Linked DNA regions of Mus musculus: region 1 is linked to region 2. The links are chromatin contacts, called in public Hi-C maps. All regions are on one chromosome and are shown on one strand. The core of a region is the stretch at or near the end of the contact, and the rest is flanking DNA. Distances in the headings are between cores, read along the strand shown. Region 1 overlaps Ptprm (protein tyrosine phosphatase, receptor type, M). Region 2 overlaps Ptprm (protein tyrosine phosphatase, receptor type, M).

Region 1 (6,232 bases), core at 1,117-3,616, 580 kb after region 2:
ATTCTCTGTATATTGTCAACGCCCTTGGCAGGAGGAAACCCCGTGCTTTGTCCCTGCTGGCTCAGGGTGAGCACTCATACGCATCTGCCATGGTTGACCATTGTTATGGCCAAGCCACTTTAGTAAAAGCCCAAGCATATTCTGTTAACTCCCTGTGGATCTGATCAATGCAAGGCCGATTTGAGTATGGAGCTAGCACACCAAACCCCATTGGACATGTTCAATTAGTACGGATTGGTAAAAATTTGTAAATTTATCCTAAACCGGTGAATACTTGCTTAATATTCACTTTTATTAGTGCAGCTTATTCTAATGTTGTTCTTTCAAAAGGTCTGTAAAAGACAGACTCAAAGAAACAAAGCATATGTTTTTAGATTCTTCTAGCGGATTTTTTCCCCAGAACCAGATCTCTCAAATACAGATATACACTCTACCAAAGGCTGTTAGAGGTGAAGTCTTCAGCCACTCCTAAGGCCTGCTCAGCCTGCGGCAAAGTTCTTAAAATACACTTAAATTATACCATGTGCTATCGTGTGTGTGTATGTATGTGTATGTATGTATCTATATGTATGTGTGTGTGCATTTTTGTGTAATATATTAATATGTATGTGCATGTGTGTATGTGCATATATGTGTTATGTATCTATATGTATGTGCTTGTGTGTGTGTTTATGTGCATGTATGTCTGTATGTATCGATATGTGCTTGTGTGTGTGTGTGTGTGTGTGTGTGTGTGTGCATTGCATGTATAGGTGAGACAACAACTTTAAGTGTTATTCCTTAGGTACCATCCATCTTGCTTTTTAAGGCAGGGTCTTTCACTAACCTTGAACTTTCCAAAAAGACCAGGCTGGCTCCTCAGAGAGTCCCGAGGGCCTGCCTTCTCTGCCTACCCACCTTTGAGACTAGAAGCATGGGCCATCACACTTGGAGTTTTTTCCGGTGAGTTTTTGATGCTCTAATTTGCATCCTCATTCTTGAACAGCAAGGGCTTTCCTGACTGGGCTGCCTCCTCATCTTCATAAGGCATTTTGCTCCCATAGTTTACCCTTGAGATAGCTTTAACATTTAACTAGATAGAATCTTGAATCTAGACAGAATCTGGAGAAGAACGTCTGGGCATGCCTGTGAGGAGAGGAGAAGAATCTTGAGTTCATTAAAGTGGGAAGGCCCGCCCACCATGGGCGGCACCATTCCTTGGCTAGGGTCCTGAAGCAAGCAAGTCCAGAACAGGAGCCGAGCATCAGACATTTTTCTCTCTCTCTGATCCTGATTGTAGATCCCCTGGGTTGCTTCAAGCTCTTTGGCCTTGTATACCCGAGATGACAGACTACACACTTGAACCATGAGCCAGAATAAACTCTTTTTCTCTTTAAGTTGAACTTGTCCTAGTAGTGTATCACAACAAAAGAATCAACAACAACAATAACAACAACAGAGGAACAAACCTTTTGCTTCACTCGGATTGTCAGATGAAAACATAGGCATTAGAAACCCACAGCTCTACTTAGAAGAGGACACCAGAAAACGACAGAGCAGATAGCATTGTGCCCTTTTTTTTGCTTGAGAAAAGATGAAGAAATCTCTAATTAATTTTATTCGATTTGCTTAGAGCTAAGCGTCTTTCTAATTTACTATTTCAAGGGGCTGTAAAATAGCAGTGAGTACGTTGCGGTATTGGCCTACAACAATTGTAGAATTATTTTTAACATCAACGTGAAGACTATACTAAACACAGCTTAAAAGTACGATGTACATAAGAGGAGACGAAAATAGGGGATTTGGACCCAAGAGGCCAGAAGAAAAGGATCCCAAATTAGCTGTTCCCTCTGTCGGTGTAGCATCCTGAAACACTCTGTGATATCAATGCCATCCATCCCATAAAAACAAGGGGATTAGAAAACAACCTTAGACAACAACCTAGGCATGGCACAGCTGCTGTACATGTGCATCCTTTACCATGCTCCTGAGAGGAGTCGGGAAAGATGGCGGTTAGTTTCTGAGTCAGAATTTCACACAGAAGACTCATGGGGGCTGGGAAAAGCCTTACCCTCTGGGATTTGCAGGTAACAGTGATGGTCCCGGGACTCCAGGGGCAGCAGCTATTCAGACAAGCACTGTGTTCTGCACGGGATCATCTCTCCCCTTACCACAGGGACAAAGCGTCCTAGAAGGACCACATGATTGGCCTCACAGGGCTTTAGTGGGGATTTCAACAGGCTATTTTACCTGCCTGATGCCCCCAGAGACAAGGATTGTGGATCCTGTCATTTGATATCTGAAGCCAATTCATGAACCACAAAGGCATGGAGTGACCCTATCCAGTTCCAACTGGATCCACTGAGGTTAGCAGCTTCCTCATTCAGAAGACAGAGAGCAGTGAGGTTAACCCTTCCTTTCCCAGTTGAAACCTCCTTCCTTTCTAAAACTTGAACACTGCCGGCTGGGAGATACCAGATTCGGTCAGTCAGATTCGAGAAGAGTTTGAGGCAGAACAGCTGAGCTAAAGCAGACAGCTAGAGATCAGAACCAGGAAGGACGAGCTTGCTCAGCAACAAGTCTTAGAGGGCCAAAACCTTCTAGGCCTATGTAAGGCTGTACACAGGCCAGAAACTCCCAGGACTAGGCCTAGGTTAGCAGACGGAGGCAGTAAGCCTCCAAGATGATGGTTACTTCGAGTGAATGAGTTACTGTCACTGACTGTTTGACCCAGCTACGTCTATAGATCATTTGTTGTTCGCTGATAACAAAGCAATGCACCATCTTTCCAATGTAGAGAGTCTTCCATCTCTTTACTGTGTCAGCATAAAATGTTTAATCAGATTATCCCTAAGCCTTTCCACCCTGCAAGTGTAACCAAAAGCTTTGATACCTTCCCTTTGGCGCTGAGAATGAAGGCCTTGGATATGATCATCAGGTTCCCTACCACTGAGCTAGACAGCCTAGCCTTAGACAGCAATCCATAATGGGATGAGTCTGAGAGCGACTGTGGCTGTCATAACTTCTGTTCCTGGGTTCCCCATCTATATAAATGTGCACCTAACAGGAAGAGACGGGAGAATGGCCCCAAGTTCAGAGCCACCCTGATCTACGCAGTAAATTCTAAGCTGGCTCGGGTTGCAGCATGAGACTCTTTAAAACAGCACAAAACAAGGAAATGAATGCCTGCCGAAAAGGGGGAGGGGGGAGAGAAGCCTGGGAGTTTAGTTACATTTAGAATAATGATTCAAATAAGTGACAAGGCTTGGACTCCTTTTCTGCCACCTCCGCCCAGTTCCCAAAAGATTTGCTGCATTTATAATGAGTATAATGAGATTAAAACAAGGAAAGCATATTAAAATAGGTTAAGAAAAACCAAGAGGAGACTAGGAATTGGGCCAAGGAAAGGATCCAGAAACCAGGATCAATAAAGGACAGATCGGGTGTTAGTCGCTTTGGCTCGGATGTCGTCTGCTGTCTTCCACTGGGAACAGCCTATTTCTCCTCCCAGCCCAATCTCGGGGCCCAACTGTGCCATCGGGGAGCAGAATCTATCTCTCTACTGGAGTCCAGGGAATGTTGCCTGTAACTCCTTAAAAACATCACAGAGAGAAAAGATCCTCTGAGAAGACTTAGACTCCGAGGGAGCCCTGCTCATGTGACCTTCTCTGTGAGAAGAGCCAACAAACCCCTTGATTTCTTACTGATGTGGGACAGCTTGGCTGGACCTTCTCAGTTTGAAAATGGCTCTCGCACAGTAGAATAGGTCTTTGAATGTGGTCTGACGTGCAACAGGAGGAAAGTGAGGGGTTATGTCAGGCAACGGCTTGCCGAGAAGAAACTAAGTGCTCAGAGGAATTGCCTCTTCTCTTAGAACTAAGGTGCAGAAGGAAATCTCCCCCAGCAGGTCATAGAAATTTACAATATAATGCGCCACAGTTCAATTCAACGCATCACCACACAGCTCTGTAATACACCTTCACACAGCTCTGCAATAAACCCCACACAGCTTTGTAATACACCCCCACACAGCTCTGTAACATACCTTTACACAGCTCTGTAACACACCCTTACACAGCTCTGTAATACACCCACACACAGATCTATAACATAGCCCCACTCAACGTTATTCTAGCCATACTGCAATTGCCACACGTTTTGTTACACTTCACATACTCAGGAAAAGGTCACTATTCTCATGGGGCTTGAGGCATGAGTCTCTCAGCTCAATGACCCGAGTTGATCATGGGTGGAAACCTTCTGACCTCTCAGGACCTCTGTGGGTTCTCTCAGCACAGCTTCCCCTAGCTTCAGAGCCCCCAATAAGTTTGAGAATCTCATATCCCCACAACATAGTGCCTAGCTGTTCTGCAACAGTTCCCTCCAGCGTCCCTTTTTTAGGATGCCATCATCAAAACAGTCCATTTTATAGGGGAGCTCTAAAGAAGGGGTGGCCAGCGAAATTGATCAGATTCACAAGGCCACTCCCTATCAGAGTAAACAATAAAAACAGAGACTCTTTCAGGAGGAAAAGTCTGAACTGCGCCAAAACAAAACAAAACAAAACAAAACAAAAACCCCAACAACAACAACAACAAAAAAAAAACAGAAGAAAAACTTCAATGAAGACTCTGGGACCAGCAGAGCTGCCCGAGGAGTTTTGGACCAGCTGAGGCACCAGAAAAGAACTCTCTCCTATGTGAGGTGCTCCCTGTAGGCTGTGCAGAGTGCTCCAGGCTCCCAGCTTTCCTGACCTGCCTCCCATGTTGGAGCCATCCTTGGTGATGTGGCTGTCTGTGAGTCATGTCTGCTCCTTTAAGTGACCCCTCACCCGTTTTCCTGAAAGTAAGTCATTGGTTTGCCAAATTGGACTGTACTCTGTTGTGGGCTCCCTATCTGGGGGGTGAGTAGACAAGGGTGTTTCACCACCCCAGGAAAAGTTTTGTCACACAACGCTTGCCCAGAATTAGGATTTGGTCTATGGTCATTGATCACCGTTGTCCATTCTAAGCCTTTGAACTAAGGCTGATCTGCATTGTCAAACTTTACATCAAAAGTCATAGCCCTAAATGGACCAGTTGCTGCAGAGCCCTTGGTGGCACCTGAGGCTGACACCTGTGCTGACTAGTGTAGAAAGAGATGGCAAAGCATCCTGGCTTAGGCAGCTCCAGCCTGTGGCAGACATGTCCTCCCACACCCCTCCACATGCCTGCAGTACCCCCTCTCTTCACCAGCTACCTCAGGGTCCATCACACAGTTCTCAGACGGGCCCCCACAGTCCTAACATTTGGAGCAACCTCGGTGATCAACTGGGACCCTCTGGCCCAGGTCCATTCTTGCATGCTATACTTCCAGACAAGCTAGTCCTCCCACTCTGTGAGTAACTGGAGAGACCTTATAGGTACTCGGATCACATACCTTCCTTTTACAAATGATATGTCTGAATGCAGAGACCAACTTATCAAGGTGACATCCTATTAGGCATGTCATATGAAAGATAGTTTAATGAGCCACCTCTGCTAGAGACAGGTTTTGACAAGAGCCTTTCTTCCTTGACCGAAATGACAAGGAAGTGAAATTTTCAAGTGTCTGAACCCAGCCAGGGAGGAACTGGAAATGTCAAGCCTCTGCCTTTGCTTAGGGGACCCCCTACAGCAAATTATTCCTTCGCTGCCCATATGTTTCAGTGAGCATGAGATGCAGAAGTGTGCGCAGGGAAGTAATCGTCCCAAAATACTTCACGGATTATCTAGTCTCCTGATTATCTCTGAATGAGTCATCTCCAAAGAGCTCAGATCTGGAAACAGAGAGAGCGGAAACCACAGGGCTTCTGAGCACCTCGGAACTGCCTTTTCTCTTCTGCCTATGTCCCTCATTCCAGAGTGATGCCACATTGATGACAGAGACATCAACCTGGAGGCCTGGCATGGAATATTGTGTCTATAAAACAACTTGTTTCTGAATTCATTTTTCTCCCTTGGCACAAGAAAGTGGTAGCTTCATTGTGCACAGGTGCCTATGCGCGCGCGCGCGCGCGCACGCGCGCGCACACACACACACACACAGGATATGAGTTTGGAATTTTCAATTCCTGCAGTCATCCTCAGATGCTTCCTAACACTGGTGAGAGGAACTGTGGGAAATTCTGTACACTGGCAATGGCTCTCCCGGGTGTGCCCCAGTAGTTCCTGGGGTGGTTGCCCTTCCTGTCTCTATGCTCCTGCTCTAGAGATCAATGAGTCTCTTTAGGCCA
Region 2 (6,292 bases), core at 3,086-5,585:
TGGTGGTAATGGCGGACAGAATGCTAGCTTCGATTTGGAAAGGGCTGGCTCAGCAAATTTATAGTGTAAATAAAGGAAAAGTTTAACTTACTTAAGAGCAAAGCCCATAAACAGTTTTGAAGCGCCGTTAACACCATTTTATATGCAAACACTGTTGCGAAACAATGAGCGGGATCATTACCGGCTCTTTTTTATGCTCTTTGGAAAGCACTGCTGAGAATCTCTGTGGTGTGTACACAGACTCCCACAATTCCTCACTCCAGGGGGAGGGACTGTCCCCAATGCCTCAGATCTGGAGGGCACACATCTCAGTAAGGGGAACTGGCCTTTCTGCATTTATATGAATTTTTAGGGATGCAGAATGCCAACCACCTTCTATGCCTACTAAGGATATAAGCATTATACACACATGATCATACATGTGGCTTAGGTTAGACAATGACTCTTATTCTTTCCTCAATTCTTCAAATCTTTGCACATCTTCTACAATAGGTAAGACCTATTTTCATGCATGCACACATGTACACCTGTGCCCACACACAGGCACACACACATTAATGAGGCACTTTCTAGATGGCACTAGTCAGACTATTAGAAAAGCTCTTTAATGGATTCACAGAAATAACTTAGGGAACTCATTCATGGGTGCCTTCCCCAGGGACTCAGCTCTCAGATCATATGGTCTCACACAGAGAAGGGGAAGAGGCTGTTGTCGGGTGCTTCTACGGCTTATGACAAAGGTAGTGGTTTTTCTTTATGGTTGTTTGGTAGGTATTGAAACCACCCTACTTACAGAGTACATCACTAGTTCTGAGGTTCGGGATGTTATAGTTTAGAAGCATTAATAACTAGCAGGTTGTTTAAGTGATCAATATCTCAGGGTATTCCAACCCAGAGCTCTGTAGAGAATTACATGGTTTATATACATGTCATAGTGTAATTATATAATACACAGTCATATAAAATACGCTTGCATAAATAATGAGTTACAAATAGACAAATCTAGAGAGATTTCAGAAAATGTAGCAAACTAGAAGGAAAGAAGTTGTGCAGTGAGAGAAGCTATGTAGTGGGAGAAGCTGTGCAGTGGGAGAAGCTGTGAGGTGGGAGAAGCTATGTGGTGGGAGAAGCTGTGAGGTAGGAGAAGTTATGCAGTGGGAGAAGCTTTATGGAGGGAGAAGCTGTTCAGTGGGAGAAGCTTTATGGAGGGAGAAGCTGTGCAGCGGGAGAAGCTGTGCAGTGGGAGAAGCTGTGAGGTGGGAGAAGCTATGTGGTGGGAGAAGCTGTGAGGTAGGAGAAGTTATGCAGTGGGAGAAGCTTTATGGAGGGAGAAGCTGTGTAGTGGGAGAAGCTGTGCAGTGGGAGAAGCTGTGCAGTGGGAGAAGCTGTGCAGTGGGAGAGGCGTCTGGGTGCTGTGGAGAAGGCAGGAGACTGGATGGTGTGGCTGGAGCAGGGTAGTTTCTGTGTGACATCATCCCTAGAAAGGCACACAAGCAATGCAATCCAGTGGAAATGCTGAGAGAGAGCAAAGAGGAGGTAGAATGGATGGAACCCAGAAATTAGAAAATGCAACATGCCAGGCCACAGGTAGCCATGTCACACAGAGATGCACGCCACAGCCCAGCCTGTGCAGAGCTGGCCACAGTGTTCACCTGAGGAAACTGTTTGAAGCTCCACAATACTGATTTGCTCAGTCTTTCATGGTTTCATTTTAAATAGTATTGTGATTTTTCTAAGCTACATAAAAATAACACAAAAGTAGAGATAAAGAAAATGAACCTTAACTCGTCACAACGAAGAGTGATGTCATCGTAGCATTAGGTTCACTTCTGTAATAGGTCATTAGAAAATTATGTCATTAAGTAGAATCATGACTTGGCCAGGGACATTCATCTAAAAGCAGAGTGGGACTCTTGATTCTGTCTCCTAATCCTAAGTCCTATGCTCTCCTGATCTCCCTTCAGGTCTTTCCTGATCATGTGTCTTCTCCTTATATTACCCCCTCAGGTCTCAGCAGGGCTTCTGCAATGTGGTTCCTACCTGACAGTAAGAGCTCCAGCATTTCCTGCCTGTCTTGGCCTGTCTGGCTCTCAGACTGGAAACCCCCGGTGTCAGCAAGATATAAGTCTGTTCACTTCTGAGCGCATCTTCTGTGACACAAGCCAGATCCAGTCCTCCTACCATGCCACTCACCTTCGCACTACTCATATGGCTTTTAAAATAGACACGCCACATAGTTAGTGTCTCTTGGGCTGGAGAGAGACTCAGAGGTGAAGAGTACTGGCTGCTCTTCCAGAGCACCCAGGTCTGATGCCCAGCACTCATAGGCTATCTATACCCATCTGTAACTCCAGTTACAGATGCCCTCCCATGCTCTCTTTTGGCTTCCTCAGACACAAGTCATGCAAGTGGTGTATACACACATGCTTGTGCGCATGCGCGCACACACACAGGCACACACACATATAGAAAGACACAAACTGACAGACACACACATATATAAACAGACACAGACAGACACATACACACATACACAGATACAGACAGACAGATACATACACACAGACATACATACACAGACACGGATAGACAAACATATATATACACACACATATATACAGACACAGACAGATACACACACAGATAGACAGGCAGACAGACAGACAGACAGACAGACAGACAGACACACATTTGGAGGGGAGACAGTTCAGTAAGACTGCCTGCTGTTCAAATCCCCAGGACCTGCATAAAAAAGCCAGACATGGCTGTGACTTACACATCACCTTAGTATTACGGAGGGGAGAGACAAGACAATGCAGCTTTCTGGCCACCAGCCCAGCTCCAAGTTCAGTGACATATTGTGTTCTAAGGAGATATAGCAGAAAGAGATAGACTAGGGCTCTCAAGCTCTTCTGGTCATCTATGTACCTACACATCCACCTCACATGTGATGCACTCAAACATGCATATGCACAGACCCTCGCAAGTAACCCACAGGGTCAGTATTAAACCAAACTTCATGGAGAAGCGAGCTTGAAGCTCTACTTCCCCAAACTTCCTTTAACATGGCCTTCAAGCGCTTGTTGGTTCTGTCTTGGGGCAGGGATAAGGGCTGGTGTTGTCATCTGTGTAATCTCAGTGTTTAATTCTGATAAAGTGTACCAGAGCACAAACACACTTCACCAAGGGGAAGTCAAACTCTCAACCTTGGGGCACCCTGCCTGCCTGTGACAACCATACAGATACAAACCCTTAAACAACCATGGTGAGTTTAAAAAAAACAGTCAATGAAGCACACGGCTGCGACATTCATACTCTTGAAAAGCCAGCAGTCTTTTGTTATTGGTAGCCAAAGGGAAGGCAAGGCTTGGCTAGAGCCCTGCATGTTCTGTGTATAAAACTACTCTTTTCTTTGTATAAAACACGTCAACACTATGTACTTCTGTGGTGGTTTGAATGAGAATGACCCCATAGGCTCTTATGCATGGTACTTGGTCCCCAGTTGCTTGAACTGTTTGGGAAGGATTTGGAGGCGTGGTCTTGTTGGAGGAGGTGTGTCAATGGGGGTAAACTTTGAGGTTTCAAAAGCCCATGCCTTCCAGGTTTCTCTCTTTCACTTGCCTTCTACTTGTTGATAAGGATAGAAGCTCTCAGCTACTATTCCAGTGTCATGCCCCTCCGTGCTATTATGCTTCCTGCCACGGAGGTCATGGACTCTAACCCTCTTGAACTGTGAGCCCCAAATTAAATGCTTCTTGTATTAGTTGCCTTGGTCACAGTGTTTTGTCATGGGGACAGAAAAGTAATGAAAACAACCATCCAGGACGGCAGCCACTAGTCTCGAGTGCTATTTAAACTCAGAAGAAATGGGAAGGAAACAAAAGTTAAAAGAAAAAAAAAATCGGTGTCTCAGTCATGACAGCCATATTTCAAGTACCTAGCAACCTGGGACTTGATCGGATCAGAACATTTCCAAAAGCACAGGGAATGTCGGGGCGTCACGACCATAGCAACTGTCCTGTCAAGTCAAGGAATGCTCCGGCAAGCAGGCAGAATGTAGCTGCACTCTCACAATCGATGAAGCAAATGCACAGCTCCCTTGAAGGTCCTGTGCCCTCCAAGTTTGTTCATTCCCGAGTAACAAGATGTGATGAGAGAGGCGCTCGCCAGGCCCAGCTTCCTGCTGTTGTGCTTTCTGCTCCTTCAGAAATGGCTGGACTGTTGGGTGACCACTGTGGGCCGCTGGCACCTTGATGTCATCCTGAATGACTCGGAGCAGTTGAACACAGAGAATGGATGGTCCGAGCCCTGGGAGAAGGGGGCTCATCAATCTGCTCGGAGCTCGGCATGGCTACGGAACATTAATGAGGTTGGGCTCGATTTAAAAGCTGTCTGAGGCATTATGGATGGCAGTGTTCGGTTTCACAGGCGCTGGGAATTTCTGAGATATAATCCTAGCCCCTTTGCTAATGAGTATTGTGATACGGAGACTATCATTTAACTCCTGAGTTTCGCTTTCCTGCCCTTAAAATGGGGCTATTACTGACCTACCTAACCCAGTGTCTGGAGGATTAATGTGCCAAAGAGTGCGGAGCTCTGTGCGAGAAGCCTGCTGTGAGCCAAGCCATTACTTCTGTTCATTCTCATGCAGCAGTTGGGGAACGTTAAAGTCTACGATGTTTGCTCCTTCCAAAATGCATTTTCTTCCTCTGCTTTGTGACATTCCCTGTGTTCCATAGACCCTGCATCTCAAAGGAAAACCAGGCCCTCCGGGAGGATGCACTGAGGTGGTTGGGGGTCACAGACGATTTTTTCCTTCACTTAGCACGGGGCCTTGACACCAGCTCTTGCCGGAAATACAAAGGCAGGCATTGCATGGTGAATTCTCACAGCCCGAGCCTGGGGGAGGGGGGTTGGACTGCCGCCACCACCACTTACATGCAATGATGTTCCCGTATCTGTTCTTCATTCTGTTCTCGTCTTTCTTAGCAGAGTCCCATGGTGCAGACTGTCCTTCAAAGAAGCTCTGGAAGAGAGAGAAAGAGAGAGAGACTTAGTGCATAGCAGTTAGATGTAGTGAACAGAGGGGTTGGAACGGGAGGGGGGGTGTCCTTCAGATGTGGGATGGTGGTCAGGCAGGCAGTCATAGTGAGAATGATGCTGTCTTACTTGGGGGAATATTTTATTTGGCTTTCGCCAAGCTTTGTTTTACATTGGCTAGCACCGCACAGATATAGAGGATACAGAGAAAAATCCCACAATTTATTTAAACAATGCCCTATTGGAGTATTTGAAGGAGAAAAAAAAATCCAACATTTCCCCAAATTTCTTCATTATATTGCAAGTTCCCATTACTCTTTTAAGATATACCTCCCCCCCCCCTCCAATAAATAACCAAAGGAATGTTATTCTGGGCTAGAATGGGAAAGCCAAAACTTTATGACCTCAAGATTAAAATCCTGCTATATACTCTGAATTTTATCTGGATGTATTGTGTCTGAGGGCTTAGGTTTCTCTGTCCCACTTATAATGAAAATGCTTTTTGCTATGAGTGGACAAGTGGCAAGACTGATCTGGGTGGCTCTTACTCCCTCTCTAGTGCCCATGGAGCCCTTGCATGGCCGACACCACGCAGAAGTTGCTGGCAGCCCGTGGTAGTAAACGTGGGCGTTGAGTGAAGCTTATTTCTTGTCATCCCTGGCACTGCAGAGGGAGGGCTCGGGGAGGTGCAGACCGAGCTGCCTGGTGTACAGCAACTGGACCATGTGCACAGTGAACCGTGCTCAGCACGGTCTATGTTTGCCTGAGAAGAGGGGACTGCATGAGAGAGCGAGCTTGTCCACTCACAGTTTGCATTCAATAAATATTTGCCAGTGAATGAAGGGCTGCACTGCCTTGTTATAGTATATATTTGCTGTGATATAATAAACTACTCAAGGCTTTGGAAACTGGTTTGTATTAGTCCATTTCCCACACTATATATGATGTTCTAGAAGCAGGTTACTTATAAAGACAAAAGGCACGTTAATTCACAGCTGGATTAGGTAGCCCTGTCTGCTTGGCTTCTGGTGGTAGATGGCATTATGTTAGTAGCTCACGTGGTGGTGGTGGTGGTGGGGTTGCCAGGGGTCAGAGTAGAACACAGGAAAGCTGAGAGACTCGGCTTCCATAATCCCTTCAGAGGGCCACCCCCAGCTGATTTAAGAACGTGTCAGCAGGTTCTGGTTCTTAAAGACTCCAATTTGAGACGAAACATGAGCACAGTAAAGACCGAACTTCCAACCCATGAACC

The links. Hi-C and Micro-C count contacts between places; a contact is called where the count stands out from the background.
Region 1: a contact with region 2 is called in a Hi-C map of nephron progenitors, with 4 times the contacts expected there. The contact joins two enhancer-like sites. A contact is called at or near these places in 5 of 484 Hi-C or Micro-C datasets (the C2C12 cell line, cerebral cortex, cortical neurons and 1 more) and 4 of 115 datasets of contacts at active chromatin or transcription factors (bone marrow-derived dendritic cells, embryonic basal ganglia, embryonic limb bud and 1 more).

The regions. Positions count from the first base shown.
Region 1 is chr17:67,337,440-67,343,671 of GRCm38.p6, forward strand. The region is part of intron 1 of Ptprm (protein tyrosine phosphatase, receptor type, M); the gene reads right to left. Among named protein-coding and RNA genes, the nearest start is that of Ptprm, 14 kb to the right of the region's middle. Within about 2 kb of position 2,367, at least 7 of the 459 cell types and tissues checked have an H3K27ac peak or open chromatin away from gene starts, as enhancers often do. A contact at or near this core is called in nephron progenitors, where this site is marked.
Region 2 is chr17:66,757,191-66,763,482 of GRCm38.p6, forward strand. Ptprm (protein tyrosine phosphatase, receptor type, M) reads right to left here. Exons shown (of 31, transcript NM_008984.2): 18 at 4,939-5,026. Among named protein-coding and RNA genes, the nearest start is that of 1700016K05Rik, 46 kb to the left of the region's middle. Within about 2 kb of position 4,336, at least 9 of the 459 cell types and tissues checked have an H3K27ac peak or open chromatin away from gene starts, as enhancers often do. A contact at or near this core is called in nephron progenitors, where this site is marked.